2 separate regions of the Oryctolagus cuniculus genome follow, and region 1 is linked to region 2. Evidence: chromatin contacts called from public Micro-C data. All regions are on one chromosome and are shown on one strand. Each heading gives the region's core, a stretch centred on a gene start, on an enhancer-like site or on the middle of the called end of the contact. The rest is flanking DNA. Distances are from core to core; before and after follow the strand shown. Region 1 overlaps STN1 (STN1 subunit of CST complex). Region 2 holds the start of SFR1 (SWI5 dependent homologous recombination repair protein 1).

Region 1 (6,759 bases), core at 974-3,473, 280 kb before region 2:
GATTCTATCTGCAACTGCTTCCTTCCAGATCAATATCAAAACAAGCAGAGGGAGAAGGAGACTTCCGGGCCTTTGGGCTAGGGAGTCAAGGCCAATAGCTGGGCCTTTAGGAAACACAACTTCATCTTATTTAACCCTTTCCAGCCCTTCTCATTTGTCTCATTCATCTCATAGCTTTATAAACACCAATCCACTGACTTCTCCTCATAACCCATCAAGCAGGCACTGCTGTTATCCCCATTTTGCGTACAAAGAGCCTGAGACACAGACTTGCCCAAGGTCACACAGCCACAGAGTGGCAGAGCTGGGATTCAGATAAGAGCGCAGCTCCCCAAGACCGGCCTGAGCCTGATCTGTGCTTCACCTTCCAACCGCAGCTTTAGCCCTGCTGAGAAGTCGGACACTGACTGCAGATGTCAAGTCCACTGACCCAGCATCTTGAGAAGGAAAAGCTCAATGCTTCTTTGCGTGAAAGGTTAGAAACGGACTAAAGGCCCAGCAGGGACGGTTCAGGAAATGGTGAACTGGAATACTGTGTGGCCCTCAGCAAGACGGAGCTAATTTTCTGGGTTCTGGAGCCAGTGCTCTAGAAGCTGTGGTCAGCTCTGAAGTACCAGCTGAGGGACAACGTGTACTGCACACCAGTGTTTACTTCCTATACAAATTACGTTTTAAGTGCATATGGCATTTCCAGAAGGATATGGAAGAAACTAGCAACCACCACTGCCTTTAGGAAGGGAAACGGCCTGCGGCTCAGCGCTGGGAGCCTGCCTTTTCCGTGTGCATTTCTGCACTGGGGCTTTTTAAGGGACGTGTACACTGCTATTCAGCATGATTTGTTACTGCCATAGGGTGCAGCATTATGGAGAGTGGTTACAGCATGTTCCTTTTATCAGCACCCACAGGACTTGGGCTTTACAACTCAGCTCCAGCAGCTGCCGAGTGCCGGGTGACGGGCTGGCAGCTCTCAGGATCCTGCGTACAGACTGCGCCGCAGGGCCAGGCCCGCCTGCTCTGCACCGTCACTGCCAACAGTGGCTGGTCGGGTGGACACTACACCTGCCACCTTAACAGCTCTGGGCCAGGTTCTCCTAAGAGATGAGTTCCTTTCACTTCCACCCCAGGCCCTGGGCTTTCATCCGTTTTGTCCTAGAGTGGATCAAAGTAAGCATCTGGCAGGGCTGGGGAGGGGAGCATCTCCCATTCCTTGTGGGCCAAAGAGTACCACCGCCGCACCGCTCTCCGAAGCTCCTGTGTGTCTGGGTAGCTGGGATTTCCCTTCAATTTGCTTTTATTTTTCTGAGTGAAAGGAACAACAGTAATTCACTGCATTAACTTACAGCATGCCCTGAGTTTGTTTTAAGGCATCTTGTCACACGATCTGGGATCTGATTTCATCAGGTTACAAACACCAGGGCTGGAGACCTGGCCCAGCCCCACCCACTGACAGCCTGGGGCAGGACCATGCCCAAGGGATGGATGGGCTGAAAGGACCGGAAGGCGGAGTAGGAGCTGGGGTCATTAACAAACCTTTCCACTTCCTTTCTCCCATCAGTTGTGGACTGTGTCAACACTCATTGTTAGTGTATGTTTGCAAAAGGTGGACTTTGAAAAGTCACCTTTAGGGCTGGCAGATTTAAAGATAGGAGTGATGTTCTCTGCTCCTAACCAGTGTTTGTGTTGTGAGAGTGGCTGCAGTTTGTGTGTCTAACCACTAGGGGCTGACCTAACTTCACTAAACCAACTATTTTCAAACAGCTTTTGTAAATTCGCAGTTTCCAAGATGACTGAATTAGACCTTTCACAAACTGTGCGTCTAGGACTACTTCTAACACCAGGCTACTCCTAACATTTCTTGATGCCAGAACAGGGAAATGTCACATTTGTGGACACAGACACAGACAAGCATGGAACACAAAATCACACAACTCAGAGAAGACATGAGAAGGAGAAAGGCATGAGCCGGTCCAGTGCAGTGGCTTTCCTCATAGTAGCAAGATCACCAAAGGAGGCTGCCTTCCAGCCCCCACCTCGATCCCTACAGAATCAGAATCCCCAGGGGAGAAACCTGGGCACTAAGTGTTTAAAAGAGCTCTGAGGCTGACCCTCATGCGCAGCCCAAGATCAGAACTGTGCTAGTCTAACGTTCACCCCAGAGAGGAGACAACCAAAGCTGAGAGAGGGCACAGGCCTTGACCACCACCTTGCCACAGCACTAAGGGGACAAGCCCCAGGCCTCTAGACTCTTCCTCCCCTGCCCCTGGGAGTGTGCATTCCCTTCCAGTGCACCAAGGGCCCTCTCTGCATGGCGCCACTTACAGTGTGGTTTCTGGCAGTCTTCCTGGATGATCTGGTGGATCTTTCTATGCAGGTCCTTGTCTTCTCTGGTTACCTAAGTAGGAAAAATAGTGCAGAGAAGAGTTCTGAGATAACACCACAGTTGTGGCTTCCAGACTCCCACATCGGCATTTAGAGTAGTTTCTAAAGGTTTTATAACAATTATCTTCCTGACGTGAACCATGTGGCTTTCCATAGTTGGCCTATTGTCAAACCAGTTCTGTCCTGCGCAGCTCACAGCTCTGTGGCTGGCCCAGAGCTGGCTCACTAGGGCCAAGACAGAAAGAACACCTGGAATTCTGCACTTGGAAGGAGCTTCTTTCCTTTTAAACACTCATGACACACCCTTACAAGTGCTCTGGCTTGCTTTTATGTTTTTAAAGAAGACATAGTGATCCAAACCTCCAGTCTATTATTCCAAGTTCCCTTTTCTTGGCCCTGTCTCACAGAGTTAAACTTTTGATTTATTTCAGAATCTCTCTCACACACACACATGCACACAGAGCATGCAAGTGGTTGTGCATTCTCATCCACTGGTTTGCTGCTCAAATCCCTGAAGCAGCCAGGGCTGGGAGTCATGAGTCCAATCCAGGTCTCCCAAGTGGACGGCAGAAACCCAACTACTTGATGGGCCGGCGCCGTGGCTCAATAGGCTAATCCTCCACCTTGCGGCGCCGGCACACCGGGTTCTAGTCCCGGTTGCCCCTCTTCCAGGCCAGCTCTCTGCTATGGCCAGGGAGTGCAGTGGAGGATGGCCCAGGTGCTTGGGCCCTGCACCCCATGGGAGACCAGGAAAAGCACCTGGATCCTGGCTCCTGCCATCGGATCAGTGCGGTGCGCCGGCTGCAGCGGCGGCCATTGGAGGGTGAACCAACGGCAAAGGAAGACCTTTCTCCCTCTGTCTCTCTCTCTCACTGTCCACTCTGCCTGTCAAAAATTAAAAAAAAAAAAAAAAAAAAAAAAAGAAACCCAACTACTTGAGCCATCGCTGTTGCCTCCCAGGGTGCACATGAGCAATGAAGCTAGAATCAGGAGCTGGAGCTGGGACTCAAATCCAGGTACTCTGATATGGAACACACACCTTAACTGCTCAGTGCCCATCCCTGTCTAATATTTCGTTTTCTTCCTTCTACCCATATGGGAAAACAAACAAACAACAACAAAAAACTGTCAGGAAAAGCTAGCAAGGGAGTGAATCCAGCTTATCCACCACCATACTCTGCCCTCAAAGGCAGGTGTAACCATGTTTCCTTCTCAAGAAGTTCAGAAAAGAGGGAAGCAGCAATCCTTTGGGCTTCACCCTCAAATTCAAGTCAATCTAATAACAACAACAAAAAAAGGAATAGACCAGAGGGTAACAGGAATAGGGGTGAGTGAGTGAGAGAGAGAAAGAGAAAGGGAGGAACAAAACATGAAAACCAGCTTCAAGCCAAGCGTTATGATTCTACTTCAGAGCCCAGAAGGCCTGCCTCCTGACTTACACAGCAGGGACAGTGGCAACACTGCCTTCTCTCAACTCACAAGCTTAGGGTGAAGATTCAACAAGCAGTGTGGGAGAGCCTCTGAGAGCTGGCAAGCCCTGTGGAAGCACAAGTATTTACACAGCACGACAGGCCCTTCCCGGAGGCAGGCACTGGTGGCAGGAGTGAAGCCAGAGAGGGCAGGAGATCTAGGCCTGCCTCATCACCCCATTCCAACTCACGGTGATTCATAGGAGGAAGTGCCCAGCCCTGCCACACCTCGCCCTGGCTGCTGCCTGTGGCCCTGCAGAAAGGCGTGTCCCAGGGGGCTCACACAAGCGTGAGGCAGCGAACCCCAACCTCTCCTCCTCCCGGGACAGGGTGCGCCACACTCACCTTCTTCCAGAAGTCATTGAGACACAGCTCAACTCTAAAAACCTCTCAAACGAGGACTCTCTAGGGTCAACCAGTACCAGAAAATGCGTGTTAGGGAAAGCTGCCCCGGGGGCCTTGCTTGGCTTCCCCTGTCTCTAAGAGGATCACAGGGAACAAAAGCCACACAAGCCACATGTGGGCGACTAGCTCAGTGGTCCTGAGCAGGCCCATCTTTTTTTTTTTTTTTTTTTTTTTTTTTTTTTTTTTTTTTTACAGGCAGAGTGGACAGTGAGAGAGACAGAGAGAAAGGTCTTCCTTTTGCCGTTGGTTCACCCTCCAATGGCCGCCGCGGCCGGCGCACCGCGCTGATCTGAAGGCAGGAGCCAGGTGCTTTTCCTGGTCTCCCATGGGGTGCAGGGCCCAAGCACTTGGGCCATCCTCTACTGCACTCCCAGGCCACAGCAGAGAGCTGGCCTGGAAGAGGGGCAACCGGGACAGAATCCAGTGCCCCGACTGGGACTAGAACCTGGTGTGCCGGTGCCGCAAGGCGGAGGATTAGCCTATTGAGCTGTGGCGCTGGCCCAGGCCCATCTTCAGCGTGGCTCCTTCAATATTAAAGGTGTGTGCACAGAACGAGGCCAGTAAGCACTGGGTGCAGTGTCACCTGCATGGCCTGAGGATGTTCAGACGGTGCTCACTGAAAGCTTAAACACACAGGCCCTGTGCTCCTGCGCCTCTTCCTCGAACAGTCCATGGTACACCAACACTGATGCACACTCACAGAGAGCACGTGCAGGTGTGGCCACCTTGGTGATAGCAGAGGCTAGAAGCGTCTTAAGTGTCCATCACAAAGGAATGGCTAATACATTGATGGCAAGTCCCCCACAGGATGGAGGAAGGCATTCAGAAGAGTGAGGGAGCCTGGGAGTAGAAAACTACCTGGGGTGAGCTCTCCTGGAACCAAAAGAAGGAGCTCATGTTATTTCCAGCAGTGGTTCTTAACTGCCTCAGGGACACGTGGCAATGTCTCAGCTACTGCTCTACGTCCTCCACTGCACAGGTCAGGCCCCACAACCATCAGTCCTGGGACCCAAAGAGTGCCGAGCCTTGATGTAGACGACGATTACATGTCTTGCCACAGGCACACATGTGCACCTGTGTGCATTTGTGAAGCACAGATGAGTGTCAGTAAAAGGCACCCCAGGGGAAAATAAAAACCAGCCTTCACTTCTGAGTTTACGCACCTCCCTTAAAAATGATTTTGAGGCCGGCGCCGCAGCTCACTAGGCTAATCCTCCGCCTTGCGGCACCGGCACACCGGGTTCTAGTCCCGGTCGGGGCGCCGGATTCTGTCCCAGTTGCCCCTCTTCCAGGCCAGCTCTCTGCTGTGGCCAGGGAAGTGCAGTGGAGGATGGCCCAAGTACTTGGGCCCTGCACCCTACGGGAGACCAGGGTAAGTATCTGGCTCCTGCCATTGGATCAGTGCGGTGCGCCGGCTGCAGCGCGCCGGCCGCGGCGGCCATTGGAGGGTGAACCAACAGCAAAAGAAAGACCTTTCTCTCTGTCTCTTTCTCTCTCACTGTCCACTCTGCCTGTCAAAAAAAAAAAAAAAAGATTTTGAAAGCAGTAAGTAGGTATTTTTAAGCAACAAATATACTTGTGGGGCTGGCGTGGCACAGTGGGTTAAACTACCACTTGGTATATTTACATTCCGGCTGCTCCACTCCTAAACCAGCTCTTGCTAATGTGTCTGGGAAAACAGCAGAAGACAGGCCAAGTATTGGGTTCCTGTCACCTATGTGGGAGACCAGGATGGAGTTTCTGGCTCCTGGCTTCAACCTGGCCCACACTTGGCTATTGCGGCCATGTGGGGAGTGAACCAGCGGATGGAAGAATGCATTTTTTTTAATATTTATTTATTTGAAAGAGTTACAGAGAGGAGAGGCAGACAGAGAGAGAGAGAAAAGCCTTCAATTCGCTGGTTCACTCCTTAAATGGTAGCTGTACCAATCAGGAGCCAGGAGCCACGAGCTTCTTTCAGAACTCCCATACAGGTACAGGGCCCAAGGACTCGGGCCATCTTCTACTGCTTTCCCAGGCCATAGCAGAGAGCGGGATCGGAAGTGGAGCAGCAGGGACTTGAACCGGCGCCCATGTGGGGTCCCAGCACTGCCAGCAGTGGGCTTACCCACTACGTCACAGCACCCATGTGGGATCCCAGCACTGCTTACCCGCTATGTCACAGCACCGCCCCAGAATGCTTTATCGTTCTTTTCCTGTCACCCTGCCTTTCAAATAAGTTAAATCTTTAAAAGAAAAAAAAGAAAAGAAACACACTTGTAATTCTTGTACTTGAAGCTAGTAAGGGAAACAAACTGCAGGTCACTCACATAGTACAGGTCATCAAAACCTCCACTTCTCTGGAAAACAAGGCCTTTCTCCTGCAGAAGCTGTATGGCATTCTTAAATATGCTGTGAATTGCCTTGGAAGTGGTGTCCTTACAATCCACCTGCATGAAGAGGAGAAAGGGAAAAAAGGAGAAATCAATCCCACCTCACAGCACCGAAGAGTAACTCCCTAGACCAA
Region 2 (6,521 bases), core at 3,084-5,583:
GAAGAAAATAAAGTTGGTGGTAGAAATCTAAGACATTTTCTGCTGCCTTAGCATTGAGGATCTAGGGTTTTCTCCTCATTGGTGGGGTGGTGGTAAAGGGATTTAGTTGTAATCAGTTCTGGGATCCTGAACTGAGCCCCCAAATTTCTGCTATTATACTTTGTATCTAAGTTTGTTGAGGAGTGGAAGAGTGGAGCCAAAGGCTCAATGGTATCACAGAATATGGTAGAATGACCTCACGCTCCTTTTCTTGGCATCGTCAGACATTCTTGCTGCTCCATCTGAAAAAACATCACCAAAAGGAAACATTTTACACCCTCAGGACTGAAACAGTAATGAGAGGCAAGGGTAGAAAACGGAGTTGTGTTTGCCGGCACTTCAAACAGATTTCAATACTGTGGAATTAGCTTGGGGGTTGTTATCTCTCAAACTTCAAGGTGGTCAAAGATGATTATAAGACATGTTCTGTTGCTTAAGGATTTGCTGACATCTAATGCCTTTTCTTCTCCAAATGAACAGAGGAGTGACATTTCTGAGTTAATAAAGCATCTGAGAAGGATGTGGCCGTGAGCAGTACTTTTCTTTCCATTACCTTTTCCCAAACTAACTCCTATGCCACCACCCACCTCCACACACCCTATCTCTTCTCTCACCGTTATTAATCTAACCTGAATCACTCCATTCTTCTCCAAGGGAACACACCCAGCTAGAGCAGTGAATCACAGACACTTTTGCTTCTCTAGTCTTTAATGGATTTGACAAACTTCCAGATCTGGTAGAATAAAAGGACAGGAACTTCAGGCGAAGGGAGGGAGCTCTTTGGGTTCTTGTCCAGTGGATATTAGTTTTTATATAAATTTTCAATTTCCTGGAGAAGGAAAGGTTTTATTGCACTAATGATACTGGCCTTCCCCAAACCTCCATGTCCTAAGTAACCATCGTACTCAGACAATCTCTCAGGCATATGAATCGGCTAAGTCAAAGACTCTCATTTTGGGGTTGAAAATTAAATTCTCTTCTGCTTAACTTGGCTCAACAATATTAATCAGTTAACCCACAAAGGTTACCCTTTGGTAACAAAGTCTTCATCAGTTGTGAAGCAATTACACATTTTGGAGTTCTATATGAGATGGTTAGGTTACAAAGAAAGGAACAGAAATAGTTTGTCAACTGTTCTCAAAGGGAAATTTATGAAATAACAAAACATTGAACACCTCTTTATAATATATAGGTCTATAAGACATGACTTGAATTCATGGCAAGAGAAAGAGTTTTTTAAGACAATCTGTTTATATACAATGTCATAGAAATATTGAATGTTTAAAAAATTTAGATTTTCTTCTGAGTGTCAAAAATTTGTATTAAATTCAGTTGGTGGCCAGCGCCGCGGCTCACTAGGCTAATCCTCCGCCTTGTGGCGGTGGCACACCGGGTTCTAGTCCCGGTCGGGGTGCCGGATTCTGTCCCTGTTGCCCCTCTTCCAGGCCAGCTCTCTGCTGTGGCCCGGGAGTGCAGTGGAGGATGGCCCAAGTGCTTGGGCCCTGCACCCCATGGGAGACCAGGAGAAGTACCTGGCTCCTGCCATTGGATCGGCGTGGTGCGCCGGGGGGGGGGGGGGGGGGGGGGGTTGCAGCGCGCCAGCCGCGGTGGCCATTGGAGGGTGAACCAACGGCAAAAGGAAGACCTTTCTCTCTGTCTCTCTCTCTCACTGTCCACTCTGCCTGTCAAAAAATAAATAAATAAAAAATAAAAAAGAGAGAAATACATTTATAAAAAAAATTCAGTTGGTTTGTTTTAATGAAAATTATAAATCAACTTAATCGTGGAGATTTACACAGATTTACACATGGAGATTCCTCACCCAAGTGGATTTTAATCCTAGTTTTAGGAGTTTATATTTATACATTTGTTTAAAAAATACCTGCGGATACTAGCTATATGAGCCAAAATTTTCATCAATACAGAAAAATCTATGGACTGGAATTTAGATCATTCTGAGATGCAGATTAAAAAATCATCCTAAATCAAGAATTCAAAAAAAATTAATCTACCAAAACAGTAATTTTACTTGTGGCTTAAAAGTGTGTGTGTGTGTATGTGACGTGTGTGTTGAAAAATGGGGGTGAGGGAGGCTATTCACTAACCTTTTTCTTGCCATTGAAAAAGAATAATTAAAAAAAAACCCTCATAAGGATTTTTAAGTCTACATCATCATCCCACCAACAGTCATCACAGACAAGAAGGGAAGCAGTATTTACCACTCCCCGATGAGTAACATGTGGCCAACAGTAACCCTGGGTATTGAATAAATTTAAAAAGATACCCATAAAGTCTGACTGAGGTTGATATGAAGTACTACTATCATTGAATTCTATTGCTCAAATTAGTTTTTCTGGGAGAGTAAGGAATCTTTGCTTTTGGGCTCACTGTGGTAGTACTGAAAATTATGAGGAGAAACATACAACATCCTGTGTCAGAAACACCAAACTCTTTCAAGGTTTATAGATGCCAGGTCCCTAAATACAAGGAAGTGTGTGTTAGGCTTTATCTAAAGGTACAATGAAAAGTACCAGCGCTGTAGATTAGTGGGTAAAGCTGCTCTCTGCAGTGCCAGCATCCCATATGGGTACTGGTTTGAGACCTGGCTGCTCCTCTTCTGATCCAGCTCTCTGCTATGGCCTGGGAAAGCAGTGGAAGATGGCCCAAGTCCTTGGGCCCCTGCAACTGTGTGGGAGACCCAGAGGAAGCTCCTGGCTCCTGGCTTTGGGTTGGCCCAGCTCAGGCTATTGCAGCCATTTGGGGAGTGAACCAGCAGATGGAAGACCTCTCTTGGCCTCTGCCTTTCTGTAACTCTGCCTTTCAAAATACATAAATAATAAATATTTTTTAAAAAAGTATAGGAGCTATATTGTAGATTTCTTACACCAAACTGAAAGCAGAAGGTGAGTTTCTAATTTGATATGTGATCAGAGTAAGTAAAATACAAACATATTTATGAGGATTGAGGGTATATCCTAACAACTCATCAAATTCAGAGATGTAGGTCAACAAAGGCACATTTCTGAAACACAAGTTCTTTTGAGTATTTGTTCTGAAATTCTTCTAAAATCTGGCCCAATAGCCCCATTTTGATGTACCAGTTCACATAACAAAGCAAGTCAGAACATCTGCAAGGCAAGCTGTTGTTTTGCTTTATGCAGCCAGCAAAAACACAGCCCTCGGTTAGGTTGTAATGATAAAAGCAGCTGGTTTTAGGGACTCATAAAAACAACTCACCCTTATGCCTCGAGGAATAGAGAACATGCAGAGTCTGCATTGTGCTGCCAGTGTCAGGACAAATCATTCTGTTCTGTTTTGCAGTGAGACTAATTGGTGCCAGTGGATAAGTGAAGGGAGAAATAATTGCACAGACTTGAGACCTGTAGCTTGGGGGGATGAATAACTGTATCACAACAGCATGAGTTCTTGCTTTCACTTTGTACATTTATATAATTTTTAAAGATTTTTATTTATTTGAAAGAGTTAGAGAGAGAAGGAGAAGCAGAGAGAGAGAGAGGGCGAGAGCGAGTTCTTCCATCTGCTGGTTCACTCCCCAATTGCCAATTGGCTGCAATGGTCAGAGCTGCACCGGTCGGAAGCCAGGAGCCAGGAGCTCCTTCCAGGTCTCCCAAGTGGTGCAGGGGCCCAAGGACTTGGGCCATCTTCCACTGCTTTTCCAGGCCACAGCAGACAGCTGGATCTGCAGTGGAGTGTCCGGGACTCGAACCAGTGCCCATATGGGATGCCGGCATTGCAGACAGCGGCTTTACCCATACGCCACAGTACCAGCCCCTATTTATATAATTTTTGAAAAATTTAGAGGTATAACATACTATAAATTATATGTGCAAGTTTTCTACTTATGGTTTAAATCGTGTGGGATCTTACAGATCACGGCATCTTTATTTTTTAAATCTCTGTTTTGGGGGGCAGAGTTAAGTAAAGGGATGAAAGTTCACGTAACGCAGTCCTTTAAATCAGTTTGGGGATGGTTAATTAATGCATTTGCACGTATGAAAGAACAGTGAGCGCTTCTTAGTTACCTGGCACTGCTGTGGCTGCCTCTCCTGAGCTCCCATTTAATCCTCCAGTCTCTAGGAGGCAGGAATTGTCCCGATTTTCAGATCAGGAAACCGAGGCACACGGACACCACAGTAGAAAGCACACAGAATACAGCGCCGGGATGTGGAGTTCGACAATGTGACTTGGGCGGTTACGTCCGCTAATCACTGCATTAGATTGTCTTTGGGCTCTTTATTTATACTTGGCTTGCTTAGGATTCAAATTTCCTTTTGGCTATTTCCGGGCCATTTTTATCACGTCGTTGAGACGGTGTCACCGTTTACAACGGCCCTTCCGTAAGAGGACTGAGCGCACCGCCCGGACACTTCCCGGATTCCACGTGAGTCAGAAGTCGCTCAGCGCCGCGCCGGCTCGGCTGCCCCACCCGGAGCGGCGGGCGCCGTTGCCTAGCAACAGCCGCGCCACACCGGAAGCCGAGGGGGTTTTCGGCCTGCGCTCGGCCGCGGCCACTTCTGTCTGAAGCGTCGGAGTTCTGGATAGGGCATTGCGCTTCCTGTACTGCGCCACAAGTGGCGCTGGCCTTCCTCTCCCTTCATATTTGAATTTAAAAAAACTTGGAAAACCGAGTTTGTGGCAGCAGAGGGCTAGGGATCCGCTCGGCCGACTGTGTCGGCACCCCTGGGTCGATTTCTCTCAAGCCTGTTCCCCAAGGGCTGGAACCCAACGCTGCTCTTCCGTGGTCTTGAGAGTTGTGACTTGAGTTCCTAGCCAGCCGGGCGGCGTTCGGCCCCGCCACGTCTGAAAACAGTCTTTGCTGAGGTGAGCGCAGACCAGACGGGCTGGAGCCTGGAGAACGGAAGCTGGGGACACAAGCGAGCGCACTTCACAGACGCACAGAAACAAGGAAGCGGGAAGGGCCGCCGCGGACGCCAGCGCGCCCCCTCAGGATCCATGAGTTACTCCCGAAGCTCTCAGCCCGACTCCGGAGCCAGACCGGACGCCGGGCGGGGCGAGGCAGCGCGTTCCCGTCAACCTTGCCAATCACGCGACTCGGCCCCGCCCCGCCACATGACCTTCCCTGGCGGAAGCTCGCGGTCGCGCGCTCTAGGGGTCTCCGGACACGCGGATTCGCGCGCATCAATCTAGCCAATCAGGAGTCTCTTCCGCTCCCGTGCGGCCCCGCCCCTTGGAGCTGCATCGGCTGACGGCCGCGGCTCCGCGCGGTGTTTGAATGCTGTGGGGTTGGCGGAGGGCGGTAGCGTGCTTCGGCCCAGGGGGGTGTCTGAGTGCTGGGCTTCGGGGGCTTGCTGAAAAGCCAGGTAGAGGTTCCTTTCCGCAGTCGGGGGCCCTCGACCCTCCCTCAGGCCTGGGGTGTCTGGAGGGCCGGCGGGCTCCCTGCATGGGGGAAAGGGGAGTGGCCGCCTCTCTGGTTCTACCCCACCGAGTTGGAAGGGACAGCTTCAGTCGACTTCCCTCTTCAGTGTCTGTTCGCTTTTACTCTGAAAGTGCAGACAGGCGTGATTTTTTTTTTTCTTTATATTTTCTTGTTTCTTAACGCCTGGTTCTAGTCAAGCGGCTTTTAGGGTTCGGGATGATTGACAAGTTCAGGTCCGATTATGCCTTTTGAGCCCACTTAGGCCATGTCTCTTAATTATGAAGCTGTCACAACGAAAGAATCACTATCTAAAGTTGTTATTCTCCCTTGCCCCCGTAATGGAGACTTGGAAGATACTTCATGGCTAACAAGTCTCGTTTCTATGAGATACTAGTAGGTTAATTTGTCATGAAAAAACTAGTTGTCCTTGTGTGGGAAGGTAAGTGAAAAACTCCAAAAATAGCGAGAATTAACTAACAAATTAGAAGAAAAAACAAAAAACAAAAAACTGCTGGCCCAATAAAGAAATACTTGGATAAAAATGGAGGACTTTAGAAAGGTATGGTTATTTTGAGTCCCATTTCATAATTACTTTTTCTGGTTCTAGAGGTAACCCAAGATTTCATTTTCAAGATGGAAAGCCCATCAGACTCAGCGGTGATTGCACCTAGCACCCCACAGGCCTGTGCGAATCCGCCATCTTCCCTTGCAAGGAGCTCAGGAAAACAAGTACGGAGATCTTATTCAGTCTTAAGTATCGGCGGGGTTTAACTCCAAAGATTGTTCATTAACGTGCAGATATTTTGTTAAATAGTCATTTAGTTTCTTCTAAGATACAGTGTGTGACCAGCCCCTTCCAGATTTGCATACTGAGCCAATTCATTTAGTTTCGGATTAGATTATTGCAACACTCCAAAGTGAGGAAGTCTGGATCTGCGGTATTATCACGGTGAAGGACTTTGGTGGCAGTGGGTCTTTCCTCAGTCTGCTATCCTATAGCATCTGGTGTAGCAGGAGGTATGGGCTAGATGCTGAGAGAAGTTTGATTATTGGGATGACTTTAGAAGGGTGTTGACCTGGCTGA

What was found. Hi-C and Micro-C count contacts between places; a contact is called where the count stands out from the background.
Region 1: a Micro-C map of ear pinna shows a contact between it and region 2, with 11 times the contacts expected there. The contact joins the enhancer-like site here to the promoter of SFR1 in region 2. A contact is called at or near these places in 3 of 6 Hi-C or Micro-C datasets (ear pinna, psoas muscle and an unstated tissue).

What each region holds. Positions count from the first base shown.
Region 1 is chr15:26,176,840-26,183,598 of mOryCun1.1, reverse strand. It overlaps STN1 (STN1 subunit of CST complex), which reads right to left. Exons shown (of 10, transcript XM_008270474.4): 8 at 6,563-6,682; 9 at 2,320-2,392. Among named protein-coding and RNA genes, the nearest start is that of SH3PXD2A, 37 kb to the left of the region's middle. Within about 2 kb of position 2,223, at least 1 of the 8 cell types and tissues checked has an H3K27ac peak or open chromatin away from gene starts, as enhancers often do. A contact at or near this core is called in ear pinna, where this site is marked.
Region 2 is chr15:25,896,376-25,902,896 of mOryCun1.1, reverse strand. SFR1 (SWI5 dependent homologous recombination repair protein 1) reads left to right here and starts at 4,333. Exons shown (of 4, transcript XM_008270482.4): 1 at 4,333-4,881; 2 at 6,045-6,166. The coding sequence starts at 6,071.